3 separate regions of the Mus musculus genome follow, and regions 1 and 2 are each linked to region 3. Evidence: chromatin contacts called from public HiCAR-type and promoter capture Hi-C data. All regions are on one chromosome and are shown on one strand. The core of a region is the stretch at or near the end of the contact, and the rest is flanking DNA. Distances in the headings are between cores, read along the strand shown.

Region 1 (3,313 bases), core at 286-2,785, 2.0 Mb before region 3:
GCAGTTGGTTGATGTCTGGGATCTCGGGGGGCGGCTCCCTGTGACAGTCGCAGGGGTTTTCGGGGGGCTCCTGACAGTCCGCGTCGCCGCTCTCGGGCTGCTGCTGGGCAGACGAGGGGGCGGTGCCCCCGGCTCGGACTGTGTCCCCGGCGGCGGCCACGATGGGGGCACACTCTGAGGCGGGAGAGGCGGGCGCGGGGCAGAGCGGCGGCGGGGGCTGCTCCGGGGCCTGGCAGCAGCCGGCATCGGGCGGCCGCGGCGGCGAGGCACCTCCTCCCGCGGGCCCTCCCCCGCCGCCGCCGCCCCCGCCGCAGCCCCCGCAGCCGCAACGGGGCTGCTTGCAGGGGGTGCAGGCGGGGACCCCGGCCCCTTTCCGCTTGCAAACCATCTCGAGGGCCGTGGCGGGCTCGGCCTGCGGCGGCGGCGCCGGCGGTGCCCGGAAGAGCTGCACGGCGGCCAGCGGTCCCAGGAAGCGCACGGGCCCCACGCCGGCCAGGAAGAGGCTCCGGCCCTGCTGCTCCCAGGCGGCGGCGGCGGCCAGCCCCAGCTCCTTGCAGCAGGACGCGGGCGACGAGGCAGCGGCGGCGGCGGCGGCGGCCGAGGACAGCAGGAAGCGGCGTGCGGCGGCGGCGCAGTCCTCGGCGGCCAGGGCCGCGTAGCGCCGCGCCAAGTGCTGCGAGGAGACGGCGGCGTAGGCCCCGTCCCGCGGCGGCGGCGGCGGTGGCGAGAGCGGCGGCTCCTCCTCTAGGCCGGCGGAGGCGGGCGCGCCGGGGCTGTGCACGATGAAGCAGAGCATGCAGGGCCCGCGGAAGAAGCAGTCCCGGCTCCGGGGCGCCGCGGGCTGCGGGGACGCCTTGGCCAGAGCCCGGCGGGGCAGTCTGAGGAGAGGGCGCCGGCGGCGACACCAGCTGCAGCAGCGAGGCCTCTTCTGGCTCGGGCGGTTACGCGGCTCCTTCGAGAGAAGGTGGCCCATATAGAAGGCCCCGAGGAGGGCGACCGGGACGGGGCGGGAGAGGGAGGCCCGAGGGGCGGGCTCCGGCGGCGGGGCAGGCCGCTGGCTGGGTCGCCCGCGCCGCGCACCCGGCACACGCGACGGCGGGGGTGGGCGTCAGCTGCGGGCCGCCCGGGTGCCCGACGCGGGCTACATGCTTTGCCCCCCGGGGAGCCGGGAGGAGGACGGGCGCGAGCTGTGGGGACGCGAGGGAGGGAAGCGAGTCTGCCGGCCAGGCCAGCCGGTTCAGTCAGTCAGCGCCGCGGCGGGGGCAGCGCGGGCCCGACTCGGACCATTTTAACTGCGGCTGGGCCGGCGGCGCGCGAGCCCGCGACACGGCCCGTCGCCGCGGGAGCGCGCCGCCCGCTCCGGGAGGGGGCGGAGCCGCCCGCGGGGGCGCGCGGGTCTCACCCAGGGGCGGGAGCGCCGCCGGGGGAGAAGCGGGGACCTCGGGGCTGCGCGCTGACGGGGCCGCGCACTCCCTCCGGCTGCACACGGAGGTGGCCTGGACGCCTCCGGGCTCACGCCCCTCTCCCGAAGCGGATGGAGACGCTTCCGAGCCAGCTGGGTGACATCCGTTTCCACGGCCGCGCTGACGTCTGGAGGTGTAAGTTCAAGAGCTGCCATTGGCCAGGCTCAGCTTGGCTCTTCCCCTTCACTTCCCACCCCACCATCGCCCTGACTCGGAAACTGAGGCCAATTGAGAACGGAAGAACCAGTTCCACCTGAGAGGCCTGAGCCCTTGGGTGATGGGTGACAGTCCAGTAAGGATCCGTTAGCTAGGTGACTACACTGATTCTACTCCTGTGTCTAGGCACCTGTTGCATACTGCTGCCTTTGCACACAATTGCGGGCTGAAAACATGTATCACGCTGAAAACAGGTATACACGCTGGAAAAAACACTCCAACATTCCAGGCTCCAAGCTCAATGTTACTGTTGTTTGACACCTTGAAATCCAGTCTGTCCACTCTGTGAATATTAGTGTGGTGCCCTTAGGACAGACTTTGGTGGCTAAGGTGGGGAACTAAAACATGCAAGTTGATCAGACTTCAGAAGTCTTAAGTTACAGTGATGACACAGGTTCTCGGATGGGGAGAGGTCAGCTTTCACAGGGGAGAAGGTAGGGAAAGTTAGTTGTCTTAGTCTCTTCTGCTGCTATAACAATGCTACATACAACAGTAAACTATGAAGAAGTTTATCTCGCTCTGGAGGCTTTGGAAAGTAGAATAACATGCAGTGTCAGCTAAGTGGCAGGGTAAAAGCGCCGGAAACTGTCTATCATTTTTTATCGGGAACCTACTCTTGTGGTAACAATTTGTTCCTGGAGGGCGGAACTCTAGTGTCCTCATCACCTCTTAAAGGACCCCCTTAGGAATGTTGCATGCATACTGTTAACAGTAGCAAATTTCAGGGTAAGTTTTGGAGGGAACTTTGAAACCATGCTAAGAGTCCAAAGCAGTGGATCAGGCAGTGGAGAGGACTTTAGAAAAAGTGTCAGTGGGGGGAGTGGCAGAAAAGAAACAAAGGCTGCGAAGAAATGAGGTGATTTGTTTCTGGCAGTTTCTACTCTTCATTAAAAGAAGCCCCACCCCTCCCTGCTGAAGAATATACTCCCTGGGTATATTCAAAAGCTACCGGGGAGAGAGTTGAGGATATCAGAATTTCAAAAACCAATGGGAAAAAGATTTGTCCAGATATTCACATATTTGTTACTCTCAAATGTGCTGTCTGAACTCCTTCACCTACGGATATCCCCCACATGCCCATGGTTCTTCTGCCTGTAATCGAGGAAAGGGTCTTCCAGGCTCTCAGAGCTCCATTCGTGAATCGTCAAGTTATGGCCATCTCGGCTTGGCTCTTTTCTAGAGCAAATGAAGCTAAAATTGTGCAGAAAGTACAGCCCTGTCAGTTTCTTGTAAGTCAAGCATTCGTCTACCCTTTGGCACATAAAGACCCACATCTTGTGTTCACCAAGAGAAATAAAGTCCTGTCTGCAAAAAGACTTGTATGGAAACGCAAATGTACTGATGAGAGCAAAACTCTCAAGGAGCCCAGATGTCTGTCAGTGGGAGAATGAGGAAGCTGGAATATTCAGTGCACCACTACTCTTGAATTAAAAATAAAATAGAATATGAATGGATCTCATAAATGTGTGTTGAATCAGACTGTGGAGTTAGAAACGAGAATGCCTTCCTGATTTTAGCAAGTCCTTTATAGAGAGCCTGGCACCATGCATACCCATCAGGGGCACATATGCACTCGAACTGCAACTTAACGTTTCTAAAGATGAGGTAGGCAGACTCTGAGACTTTTAAGTTTC
Region 2 (3,282 bases), core at 437-2,936, 2.7 Mb before region 3:
ATAACAGAGGGAAAGCTGGAGGCGCTAGAAAGGGCTGGTGGGAAACTGAATTGTAGGCGTCCGCCGGCCCCCTCGCCTAGAGCTTTAGATGCGCCACAACCACAGGCTCAGTCCTCGGTCTCCCGCCTCTTTCCTCACAACTTCCACTTCAGCCCAGAGAAAAACCTGTGATCCTAGGTACAAGCGACACTGCCTCCCTCCCAGAACAACACACCAATACTACCAGCCCACAGCTGAAAGCAGAGCGATGTGGGCCCAGCGGGACCGACTGCTGGGTCCAGATCCGGGAGAAAGTAAGGTTTGGGAGCAGCCCGGACCAGAAAGGGTCTGCCTGGTGCTGTGGACGACCCTCCTCCCCTCTCCGGGGTCCAGGATCGCAGGGTGGCTGCGGCAAGCTAGGGCCCAGAGCGTGCGCTAAGGAAGTCCCCGGCGCCCGCTTCCAGCCTCCCGCCAAGCCCGCAGGCTTTGGGGTCGCCTAGACGCTGTCGCAGGTAACCACGCGCGTCCCTCCAGCTGCACAGCGCCAGGCCCCGGGGCGAAGGCTCCCACCTTCCGGCTTGCCAACTCCAGCGGCTCGCTCTGCACTCGTGACGTAACCCGGCATTCGATCAAACTTTCTGGCACCTTAAGCCCACTGGGGGGGAAAGGAGGGTGCCCGAGCTGGGAGAATCCTTTCCAGGGCCAAGCGCGATGGGCCTAGACCGACTTGGCGGTGTGTGTGTGGGGGGGGGGGGGGTCACCTAACAGTTATCTCGCAGTTAAAAAGAACATTAAACCCTAAAGCTTCCGCTTTCCACTCACCCATCCCTCCAACCCCCCTTTGCTTCCCTCTAACCGGTACGCGCTCTCTCTATGCGCGCAAGGAGGTAAAAGAAGGCATTATGTTTAAGTAAAAATTTTAAAATTAAAAAAAAAAGAAAACTTTGATGCTATCTATCAGGATCCCGGCCTCAGCCCCGCGCCCCCCAGGCTCCAGGGAGGACCTCTTGGCAGTACGCACCCGAGGCTACCAGCACCCAAGCTCTAAGCCGGGATCCGGAGGTGCGGGCCAATCTCCCCGACTGGGAAGCGATGGCCCGGGTCCGGGGCTCCCGCCCATTCCCGTGTCTTCCCCGCACCCGGTCGGAGGCAGCGGCTCCGCGCAGCCCTGGGGATTGCTAGCAGCCGCCGGCCCTGCCGCCCTGGCTTAACAAAGAGCGGCGCGGAGCGAGCGCTTCCCGCCGGCGCCGGGCGGCCAGCGGCGTCTGGCGACGCAGGCTCCGAGGGCGCGCGCTGCCTGCGGCTGGTGCGCGCCGCTCCCGGCCGCCGTGTCCCCTGCTCCCGGCCCAGGCCCGCGGAGCCCGAGCTTTTGGCGCCCCCGCCCCGGCCACCTTACCTGGGGTTGCTGCTGTTCCAGTAGACGGCGTAGCGGTCGGCGACGACTTTGGAGCCCGGGTCCTGGCTGAACACACACATCCAGAGCACCAGAAAGAGCAGCGTCAACATCTCCACGTGCAACATCACGCCTAGCCAGCGGCGGAGCCCCCGACGCGCCACTCCGGGGAGAGATCGGGGATCCAGGGGGAGGGAGGGAGAGGGGCAGACGAAGAGAGCGGACGCCAAATAAATAGGAATAAATACGATGAAGGGGCGAGAGGCGCGCGGCGAGCGCGGGAGGAAGAGGAAGAGGAGAGAGAGAAGAAGGAGGCAGTGGCTGGGGCGGGGGGACAAACTCGCACCCCCACTGAAGGGCTCGGGAGGGGAGAAGAATCACAAGACGGAGAGACGCGTGCGTGTGTGCGGTGGCGGCGGCGAGGGCGGGGGTAGGGGTGCGGAGCTGTGTCTCGGGCGGCGGCTGCAAGCCGGTCACCCCGGGAGAGGGAGGTGCGTGCGGGGCCGGGCGGCGGCAGCGCGGGTCGGGGCAGGCGGCGGCGCGCGCTGCACAGTCACGGGGAGTTGAGCGCCGCGGCTGCGGGGAGACATACACCGGCCCGCCGGGCCCGGCTCAGTGTCGGCGCCGCGGTCTGCACGGGCTTCCTCCGCCGCGCTGGGCCCTCACCGTGCGCCCCGCTTTGTTCCAAGTTACTTTGGCGGCCGGAGAGAAACTGCAGGAGGAGGGCGCTGTGTGGAGGGGGGCGGGGGGGGGGGCGTCCTCACACTGGTGTCCCCAGGAGGCTGGAAGCAGTCCGGAGCCTCCCTTCTGTGCCTTGGCCAGGCGACCCCCCGCAAGGCTCGCAGGAGTCCTGTGGACTGCGGTACCCGGAGGTGCGCAGAGAAGAGTGGCGATCTGGATCCGCAAGCCCGGCTCTGCCGGAGTCCTGGAACTGCCCAAAGCCGCAGCCGAGCGCTCAGGCGAGGAGAGGAGGAGCGGGTCTTGCTTCGGAAAAGGCTCCAAGAAAAGTTTGGCTCTTCACGTCTTCCAGCAGGTCCCCAAAGGAGTCCGACCGCAGAGGCAGAGCGAGATGGCACCCCCGGGCGCTGGCTGAGTCGGGGATTTCTCCTGCTAGCTTGTCTTGGCCGGGTGTGGGTGCCGCGGAGTGAATGAAGAGCAGAGGTTGTGAACCAGCCAGCCAGGCGGGGCCGGGATGCCCAAACCTGCAGGGCGACGCCAAGCCAACTGCCGGGCTGAGAAGCGAGAGGGGAAACAATCACTTTCGGATGGAGCCCTCCAAGTCCGGGATGGGCTGATGACAGTCTCCGTTCGCCTTCCGGGAGAGAGGCTGAACCCCCGCACGGCGTGCCCAGAGCCCCGGGGGGGAGCTCTCAGAAGTGTCCCTGGGACTCGGACCTCTCCGGCCCCAACCCCAGCAACTTGTAGAGATTCATCAATCAGTTTGAAACCGGGAGGGAAAAAGGGAGAGGGAGCACACGCGAGCTGCTGGCACCTCCCCGATGACTACATCAGAAAACCTTCCCGATCCGGAGCTGCCTCCTCCTTCCCTCCTTAGGCACAGCAGTAACGAGAGGTGAAAGCCACCGACCGAATCCTAAAACCTCTGCCCAGGCGGGAAAATAAACTTGAGTGCAGCGGCGCGAGCAGCCTGGAGAGGTTGGGAAGACTGGCGAGAAGTAGAAAGGAGGGGAAAAGTCAGTTTTGCAAAAGAGGAGGGAAAAAAAAAAAAAAAGAAAAGGAGAGAAAAAATGCTTTATGGGAAAAAAAATCTCCTCGGGCACGCCCCCTCGTTAATGACCTGCGTGTAAAGCCGACTGCCGCGGCGGCCCAGGCGGCAGCAGCCTCGGCACCACGCGAGCCCGCGCGCGTGGACGTGGACGTGGGCCAGCGGGAGGGGGGCTCCGCCCGGG
Region 3 (3,015 bases), core at 57-2,556:
CAGAGGAAGAAGAGGAAGAGGAAGAGAAGGAGGAGGAGGAGGAGGAGGAGGAGGAGGAGGAGGAAACAACAGTGTGGTTAATTTAAAACAGTAATTCCCAAAAGTGCAGTGTGGAACAAATTTGTGTAGACTGACATGCTGTAAGATTTAGGGGGTTATTAGTATATGTGCATATATAATGAATCTTGAATGACAGATAATGTGATATGTATGTAATTTTCTCCAAATTTATTGACAAGAGCAACTTTTTAGAACACTACTTCCTGGAATTATATGAATGATACATTTTGGGGAATGTTCAATAGTTATCAGCAAAATGGAAATCTAGCACTTACCTTGAAGCCTTACATGAGAAATCAAAACATTTCTGAGACATAGCACGTATTGAAATAGCTCCAACAAAATGCCTGGTTGCTTGGCAGTTTGTGTGTTTTTCTTTCTAGAAAGTTATTATTAATCTCTGGACAGCTTTTTAAAGCTTCAATTAAAACAAGCTTCAGAATATGTGACTTCAAAGGCGACTTCTGAGAACTAGGTCATATAAAAATTAAACCAAGCCTTTGGACATGTAGCTTGCATCAGGGAACACCAGGTTTAAACTACAACTCTAAAGAATCTGACCAGAGACAACAGAGAAGACGGCATCGATCAGATGAACTTTAATTATAGACTTCTACCCAACTCTTCCCTACCTCCAGGAATGCTTCCTGAGTGATAACTTTGCCATTATTTTCTAGGTTATTTGTGAGTTTTTGTTTTGTTTTCATCTATTCTTTGCCCTTTCCGTGTACTAATCTTTATGTTGGAATTTTCTCTTTGAAAATCCAAAAGTGTACGTGTACGAGGAGAATGGGGAGATGGTAAGAAGACGGAAGACGGGGTGGGGGAAGAACTGAGTTGCTGGGGACCATGAACACTGATCAGCAAAGCCCTAGAACAGTTATCAGAGCTCCCCCACCTTCTATACTCTCCCCAAAACACTGCCTCTATCAAAGGAGCTAGCGGAAGTTGCAGGGCACAGACTCTAATTTGGAGCCTGATACTGTAAAACTGGTAAATAGGTCTGGAGTTTCCCAATGACTAGAAGTCTCTTCAACTTCGAGACGGGGCTTTTGGGACTCTGAGGGGGTGAAGTTCAACCTACATTTGGGTCTTTTGTGGTCTGGGTTACTAAAGGATAGGACCGTAATCCTAGTTCCCCAAGTCACCGACAATAGGGGCTACAATTACTCACCCCAGCGCTCCCGCCAGGCTCTCCAGCTGGTTGCTAAGGATGCTGTGTAAGTCGCTCTTGGAGCCCGCTGGCTGACCTTTAACTGTCTCAAGGGTTTAGCCAATCACAAGCTGTCATTCCACCAGCCCTACCCCACCCGCACCTCGCGTGTACTCAGATTATAAGCAATAAATCCAAACAAGCAAGCAAACGAATAAACAAACAAAAAACAAAAACAAAAACAAAAAACAAAAAACCTTCGTTGGCTTAAGACGACCGAAAAGCTCACAGCTGTGACTCCGCGTGACTTCCTTGTGTACTGTGTGTAGCTGCCAGCAGCCGCAAAAACGCCTTGGCAGCAGTCAGCACGTCCTCCATGCCTAACGCCCTGTTAGACCGTATATCTTTGGAAGAAGTTGCTATTGGCAAATTTCTTTCTGTAGAAAATCTGGAGACTGTCACAGCAACCAAATACGAGTCACCAAATACCCAGGGTGTTTTGACACATACTAACCACAAGGGGGCGAGTTTAAATTCAATGCCTTAAAAACATCCTGTAAGATTACCTGTGCCGACTAACAAAGGAAAGATTGGGTTTTTACAAATGTTCACACCTGGAAGTACTGACGGAAAACATTTTTAGTTACATGGGGAAACCAGTGTACGTACATCTTCCTATGACATAAATTTCCTAAAAATAATTGGGTGCTTCAAAAAAGAGACTCATAGTGGAAACTATAACGTTAGCATGAACTAAGGTTATCAAATAGGTCTTTTGTATTCTCTCTCTCTCTCTCCCCCCCCCTCCTTTTGGAGAGGGTGAAGCATAGTTTTTTTTAACTAAAAAACATTATTTCATACAATATATTCTGATTCATGTATTTCCATCCCCAAATTCCTCCCAGATCCCCCCATCTCCGTACCTACCCACCCAACTGTATGTTCCTTTCTCTCTCTTTAAATAAGAACTTCAAGTCTCTGAAGAAAGAAATTAAAGATCTCAGAAGATGGAAAGATCTCCCGTGCTCATGGATTGGCAGGATCAACATTGTAAAAATGGCTATCTTGCCAAAAGCAATCTACAGATTCAATGCAATCCCCATCAAAATTCCAACTCAATTCTTCAACGAATTAGAAATTCATCTGGAAATTCATCTGCAAATTCATCTGGAATAACAAAAAACCTAGGATAGCAAAAACTCTTCTCAAGGATAAAAGAACCTCTGGTGGAATCACCATGCCTGACCTCAAGCTATACTACAGAGCAATCGTGATAAAAACTGCATGGTACTGGTACAGCGACAGACAGGTAGATCAATAGAATGGTAAAATATAAAAAAAAAAAAAATTTAAAGTTAAAAAAAACTAGAAGAACGGAAGAGGGGGAGGAGGAGGAGGAGGAGGAGGAGGAGGAAGAAGAAGAAGAAGAAGAAGAAGAAGAAGAAGAAGAAGAAGAAGAAGAAGAAGAAGAAGAAGAAAAGAGAAAAGAAAGCACACAAGCAAAACAGCACTTGGGAGGCAGAGGCAGGTGAATTTCTGAGTTCGAGGCCAGCCTGGTCTACAGAGTTAGTTCCAGGACAGCCAGAGCTACACAGAGAAACCCTGTCTTGAAAAAAAAAAGAAAGAAAGGAAGGAAGGAAGGAAGGAAGGAAGGAAGGGAGAGAGAGAGAGAGAGAGAGAGAGAGAGAGAGAGAGAGAGAGAGAGAGAAAGAAAGAAAGATGGAAAGAAAGAAACCAAAATAAACAAGAAAAAAAAAAAAAAAACACTAAACACAAAATGCCCAACCAAAGCAAGATGAGAT

Evidence for each region. Promoter capture Hi-C pulls out the DNA fragments that hold promoters and counts their contacts. HiCAR-type assays count read pairs that join an accessible place to other places.
Region 1: a HiCAR-type map of astrocytes shows a contact between it and region 3, with 10 times the contacts expected there. The contact joins the promoter of Fbxl17 here to the promoter of Tmem232 in region 3. A contact is called at or near these places in 8 of 39 promoter capture datasets (the 3T3-L1 cell line, cranial neural crest, embryonic stem cells and 4 more), 7 of 115 datasets of contacts at active chromatin or transcription factors (astrocytes, embryonic midbrain, forebrain and 4 more) and 2 of 9 other capture datasets (adipose tissue and liver).
Region 2: a promoter capture Hi-C map of liver shows a contact between it and region 3, with 6 times the contacts expected there. The contact joins the promoter of Efna5 here to the promoter of Tmem232 in region 3. A contact is called at or near these places in 3 of 39 promoter capture datasets (embryonic stem cells, liver and pre-B cells) and 1 of 115 datasets of contacts at active chromatin or transcription factors (embryonic forebrain).

The regions. Positions count from the first base shown.
Region 1 is chr17:63,499,045-63,502,357 of GRCm38.p6, forward strand. It overlaps Fbxl17 (F-box and leucine-rich repeat protein 17), which reads right to left and starts at 1,536. Exons shown (of 9, transcript NM_015794.1): 1 at 1-1,536. The coding sequence starts at 973.
Region 2 is chr17:62,879,631-62,882,912 of GRCm38.p6, forward strand. Efna5 (ephrin A5) reads right to left here and starts at 1,687. Exons shown (of 5, transcript NM_207654.2): 1 at 1,376-1,687. The coding sequence starts at 1,500.
Region 3 is chr17:65,539,476-65,542,490 of GRCm38.p6, forward strand. Tmem232 (transmembrane protein 232) reads right to left here and starts at 1,307. Exons shown (of 15, transcript NM_001008973.2): 1 at 1,235-1,307.